Linked DNA regions of Mus musculus: region 1 is linked to region 2. A link is a contact called in public Hi-C data. All regions are on one chromosome and are shown on one strand. Each heading gives the region's core, a stretch centred on a gene start, on an enhancer-like site or on the middle of the called end of the contact. The rest is flanking DNA. Distances are from core to core; before and after follow the strand shown. Region 1 holds the start of Acss3 (acyl-CoA synthetase short-chain family member 3). Region 2 overlaps Acss3 (acyl-CoA synthetase short-chain family member 3).

Region 1 (2,700 bases), core at 167-2,666, 83 kb before region 2:
GCATTGAGTAGGAAGAGGGGGGTGGTAGAGATGGAAAGGATTTTGATTTAGGCGATGGCAGTCTTCTAAGAAAGTTGGGAGGAATAAAACATGCTGTGGGTGGGTAGGAAAGGTGTGGAGTCTTGCTTCTTAGTTAAGGAAAATAGCTGAGGGGGTTACTTAAAGTTATTTCTCTCCTGCCTTGGATTAGATTCATGCTTGCAAAGTTTAGCCTTTATCTCTGCATCATTTTCTGCCTGCAGGATCATTTGTTTACTGCTTTCGAATTTATGGTTGTTTACAGGGTCCAGGACATTCCACCATTTCTCACCTAAGACTTGAGAATACATTATTTTTACACGTAAAACTTCAAATATTGTGACGCTAAAACAGAGTGGGCTTGGCACGATATTAAAGCAAAAGATTGTGACTTTCATTGAATTGTGAGAGAAGGCAGGTCCTGTAGAAAGGCAAAAGCCAGGCAGGGAAACACACCTGTGTGTTTTAAATTTTCTCAGCTTCGTCTTTATTAAGAGTCATTTTATCTTTTGATTTGTTTGAGAATAGCCTTCTGAGACTTAACCCACACATTACACAATTCACCCTCTCAAGGGGTAGGTACACTACAGTGAATTCTAGTTTCTTCAGGGTTATGGTGTGGTTACCATATTCGATTTAAGAGTATTTTTATTACTCCAAAGAAATCTCACAACCGTGTGTTCTCTCAAAGAGAGTCAGCATAACTCCAAAGGGAGTTAGAAGGGAGGAAAGGTTCCAAGTCCTTTGTATTCCTGCCTCTAAATACTGTGGAATGGACAGGCAGGTGCCTCCTGCTCTCAGCTTGGCTGTTGTCGCTAGTGGCCAGACCTGTCAATCACTCCTGGAAACACGCCCCCCCCCCCAACCCTGCTGGGTAACCCTCCTTCCACACCTCCTCTAGGTTGCCAAGAAATCCTGGAACAAATGATGCCCCGGAGCTGCTTGTGGTTTTAGTAAGTAGGGTTTGAGTTGAATTTTAAACAAAGAAATAAATGTGTAAAGGAAAATGATATCCCAGAGCCTCACTATAATGTCCAAAGTTATATGCTTTTGCTTTAGGAAAGAGACACATGCTTTATTTTAAATAAGCCATTGGGCCCTTTGGGCTTTTTCTAGGCGTCTTTGTGTGTATCTAAGTCCTATTAAACTCTCTGTCAAATTGCAAGTGACTGTCATGGGCTGAAAATGCGTGTAAGAGTTGAATTTAGGGGTGACGCAACTCAACCCCTATAAACTCCTGGCCACTTTCCCCAGGCCTCCGTTCCAGCCTGTTGCTTTCTTGCTGACTCCAGGTCGGTTTTTATCGCAGACTTCAGTTTGACTTCCAAACTTCGGGGCTAGGGGCTCACCTCTTGATTAGCCCCGCCTCCTGCAGGCTCCCCCTCGGGGCTAGTGCCACAGCTGTTGGGACTGCAAACTGCTCCGACTGCAGCTAGGGACAGAGAGAAAGTATGAAGCCATCCTGGTTGCAATGTCGCAAAGTAACAGGCGCCGGGACGCTTGGGGCACCTCTGCCAGGATCCCCTTCAGTAAGAGGAGCCGCTGTGACCCGAAGGGCTTTGGTGGCCGGGTTTGGGGGCAGGGGCTGCAGGGCTCTGACCACCGGCAGTGGTGGTGAGTACAAGACCCACTTCGCAGCCTCTGTGGCTGACCCCGAAAGATTCTGGGGTAAAGCTGCTGAGCAGATCAGTTGGTACAAGCCCTGGACCAAAACTCTAGAGAGCAGATACCCGCCTTCCACAAGTTGGTGAGTGGTGTCTTAGTCATTTCCATTATCTCCTAACTTCTTAGATGCCAAGGCTGGAAGGTCTGGGACCAGGGATCTAAAGTTCTAAGAATGAAAAGAAAATCAAAATGTACGATGCCTTCAGCTATTGCTTGTTTGTTGGTTTCATTCTCATAGCTGTCCTACATTCTCTTTCTGAAGTTCTTGGTTATCTAGGGTGATCCCAGTGCCACAGAGGTTGACTTGCCAAGGCCCTGCTTGGCAGTGGGGATGAAGTTAAGTGACCAAAACAAAGGCTCAGGAAAACAAAGGCTTGGCTTGCATGGACTCTGCTGACTAGAAGAGGAGATCCTGTGTAAACAAATATAGAGTGTGTAATAGACTAGGGAATTATGGAGGGAGAAAGGGGGAAGGGCTGAGCAAGCCCTGGAAAGATTAGATCTCATCATTTCAAAGCTGAAGTGATCTTAGTATCAAAGTTCAAGGGGGTACCAGAGAGCCTGAAGTAACGGACACTGTAACTGTGTTATCTGGAGAAGTGAGAGAAAGGAGTTGGGGTAAAAGGAGGATTAGATAGTGTGCTAGGTACCATAGGCTTGTGCGTATGAAACCCCAGGATTGCCTAGGGGCTGATAGAGGCCAGGTGACCCATGGAGTCACAGTAGGAAGAAAGCTTTCATCTTGACATTTCAATTATAAATCCTTTCAAACATTGCTTTTATATTCAAAGGAGAAGACATTGTAGAAAAGTGTCTTTAGGCTACTGAGAGAGTGAGGCCCACAGACATGGAGTTTCTGGGTGCCTAGCCCTTTAAGGATATGGCTTCTCCCATCTGCTAGTTATTAGGAAATATTATCTGTAAAATTTGAAAAAAGAGCTTCGTAGCAGATGAGGGCAGTGCATTGGTCAAGCTGCCCTCTGTCTGTTCGGTTGATGACTTTATTCTCAGAACAGA
Region 2 (2,700 bases), core at 61-2,560:
ATAACAGTCATGCCAAAGGACACATAGTGGCCTGTCATATTGGTAGTCTAGTATGCATGTTCCATACCAAGCAGAGCATGGGTGACAATTTACCCCTATAATGGTGTGCATAATATCACAAAAGCCATTCAAAGGAGAAGGACCTTACACTGTAATCTCATCTTGATTTCTCCATGTCCTATAACTAAAACATGTGAAGTTCTTAGCATTAGGGACCTACTCTCTAATTCTAAAATAGAATTACATCAGTCAAAACCTTTAATAGTTTATTGAGCTAACTTGGATAGAAATCCTTCTCTAGCAAGGGATTTTAAAAAAGTGTGTGTATGTGTGTATGAGAGAGAGAGAGCGAGAACACTTGTATTCTATAAATTTTCTATACAGAATATTTCTTTCAATCTCCTTAAATGCTGTCTATACTGTAATTACAAATGTTCCCAAACATTAAAAATTAGAATAATATAGTGAAACCTAATTTTACACATGTTGGGCAGTGTTGTCTCTTTTATGCCATTGTCCATTGGTCTTAAATGGTTAAAGGGACACGAAAAATAAATATTATCACCATTCAATACAGTATGGAGATATTCCCATGGTTTGTATCATTTATTTCACCCAATGAATGACATTTGCCATTGATAAGCTATCTAGTCATTCACCCTCTACTATCCACAATTAATTTCCGTCAGTCATCTGGCATTCAGATCTTGGGTTATTTCTGTATTGTTGCCACTATGCATATCCCCAAACCAGACATCCTTGATGGGGGTCAGATTGTATATTTGGGCCTGGTTTATGTCAAAGACAGAGTAGGGCCATGTTCTGGTTGCTTGCCAATGGAGAGGGCTTCCAAGAACTTATCAGTAAGTTCTGGAGAAGTTCCATAGCCCTTGACTTTCAATGAGCTACACCTGCTACTGAAAGATTCCTGGACAGAGTGGAAATCTCTACTACACCCAGTGCACTGGTTTTGCAAGAGAGAAAATGTAAACTTTAATGAGAGAAACTTTAAATGAGAAACGTTAATGAGAAAAACTTTAAAGAGAGAAAATGTAAACTTTAACCACCAACTCCTAGCACAAGCTCAATTTTTTAAAATTAATTTTACTTAGATAATTTTATCACGTGGATCTCCCATTATTCGTTGCCTAAGAGTTCAATCAATCCTGATGTAACTAGCTTAGCACCTGGTTTTCTGTTTCTGTTTTTGTTTTTTTTGTTTTTTTTTCCCCTAGCTCATCTGGCTGGACCCAGATCTTGCGACATTTTTTTTTCCACTCACTTGGACTGACTTCTTTTGTTTGTTTTAACTTTTGGTCACCATTCTCTTTCCCAATTGCTTCGGCACTTTAGATACCTGGTTTGCATGCCAGCCTAAATCGTTTAGATCTGCTAGAACCTTCTTCATAAAGCCCATGTCCCAACATGTGACTTGGCAAAGCTGCCAAAGCCTCATATTATTTGGTCTTCTTATTGCTGCTATAAAATTCCTGATCCCCCTCCCCCAAAAAACCGAAATGAAAAGAAAACACAAAACCAAACCAAAAGAAAATATAAAGCTTAAAGAAGGCAATTTAGTGCACACTCTGATTCACAGTTCAAGGCTTCCATCCATCAAGATAGAGAAGTCAGGAAAGCAAAATTTTGAGGCAGTTAGTTATGTTTTATCCACAGTGTGTGTGTGTGTGTGTGTGTGTGTGTGTGAGAGAGAGAGAGAGAGAGAGAGAGAGAGAGAGAGACTGTGTATGGGGGGGGGCATGTACATGCCACTGGGTATGTGTGGTCAGAGGATAACTGAAGATATTGGTTCTTGTCATCCACTTTGTTGAGATATGCCCCTCATTTACTGCTCTAGATTCTCATATCTCTACCCTCCATTTCTGTAGGACACTCTGATTACAGCCATACACTATTTAAAAGAACTTTCCCTGAGTTCTACCTATCTAAACTGAGGCCTTCATGTATACATGGCAAATACTTCCCCCACTAAGCCATCAGCCCAGCTCCCCAGTGGACAATTTTCCAGCCATTAACCTCTACTCCTTGTACCCTTAAGCTTCTGATCATATCATTGTGTAAAATAAATTCAGTCCCTCATAAAGAACTTATAGTCCTTAGCAACACTAATACTGTTGGAGAGTCTAAAGACTACGTCTCTTCTGAGAATGAGAACAATTGCTTGATTTTTGAGCTTCTATAAAATTAAAAATAAAAACATGTTCCCTTGTCCCTATATACAATGTCACAGAATAAATAGTCCAATTCTATACGGGAAAATGGGGACAGAGCAAGGAAAAGGGAAATAAAAAGACTGAAATTCAGCGGGGACACATTCTGAATCCTGCAGCTCCATGCCAGGCACCTAGACATTTCGATGAAATCACCTGAGATGCCCTGATTAGCTAACTCCTGCAACTCTGCCACCTGAAGCAAGTAGAACTTGGGCCATCTCTACTTGTGTAACCAGCTTTTCTTGGCAGCCTCTCCATGGTTTTGGCATCTCCCACATCCTTGTATCTCCGTTGAAACTTGGACTTCATCATCATTGCTTTACACAGTGACCTCAGGAATTTGCACAGAATAACAGCCCTGTTTCACATGGTGTTGGAGAACCTTTGGCATATGCTCCATGATTTCCTATCGCCCTCACTCTTGTATCTTTTATGTCTGTAATCAAATACCATGTATGTAGCACTGTCT

What was found. A called contact is a pair of places that touch in the nucleus more often than the background predicts.
Region 1: a contact with region 2 is called in a Hi-C map of liver, with 3 times the contacts expected there. The contact joins the promoter of Acss3 here to the enhancer-like site in region 2. A contact is called at or near these places in 5 of 39 promoter capture datasets (the 3T3-L1 cell line, 3T3-L1-derived adipocytes and liver), 7 of 484 Hi-C or Micro-C datasets (liver and nephron progenitors), 1 of 115 datasets of contacts at active chromatin or transcription factors (liver) and 1 of 9 other capture datasets (adipose tissue).

The regions. Positions count from the first base shown.
Region 1 is chr10:107,122,353-107,125,052 of GRCm38.p6, reverse strand. It overlaps Acss3 (acyl-CoA synthetase short-chain family member 3), which reads left to right and starts at 1,416. Exons shown (of 16, transcript NM_001142804.2): 1 at 1,416-1,765. The coding sequence starts at 1,470.
Region 2 is chr10:107,039,196-107,041,895 of GRCm38.p6, reverse strand. All of the region lies in intron 5 of Acss3 (acyl-CoA synthetase short-chain family member 3), which reads left to right. Among named protein-coding and RNA genes, the nearest start is that of Acss3, 83 kb to the left of the region's middle. Within about 2 kb of position 1,310, at least 6 of the 459 cell types and tissues checked have an H3K27ac peak or open chromatin away from gene starts, as enhancers often do. A contact at or near this core is called in adipose tissue and liver, where this site is marked.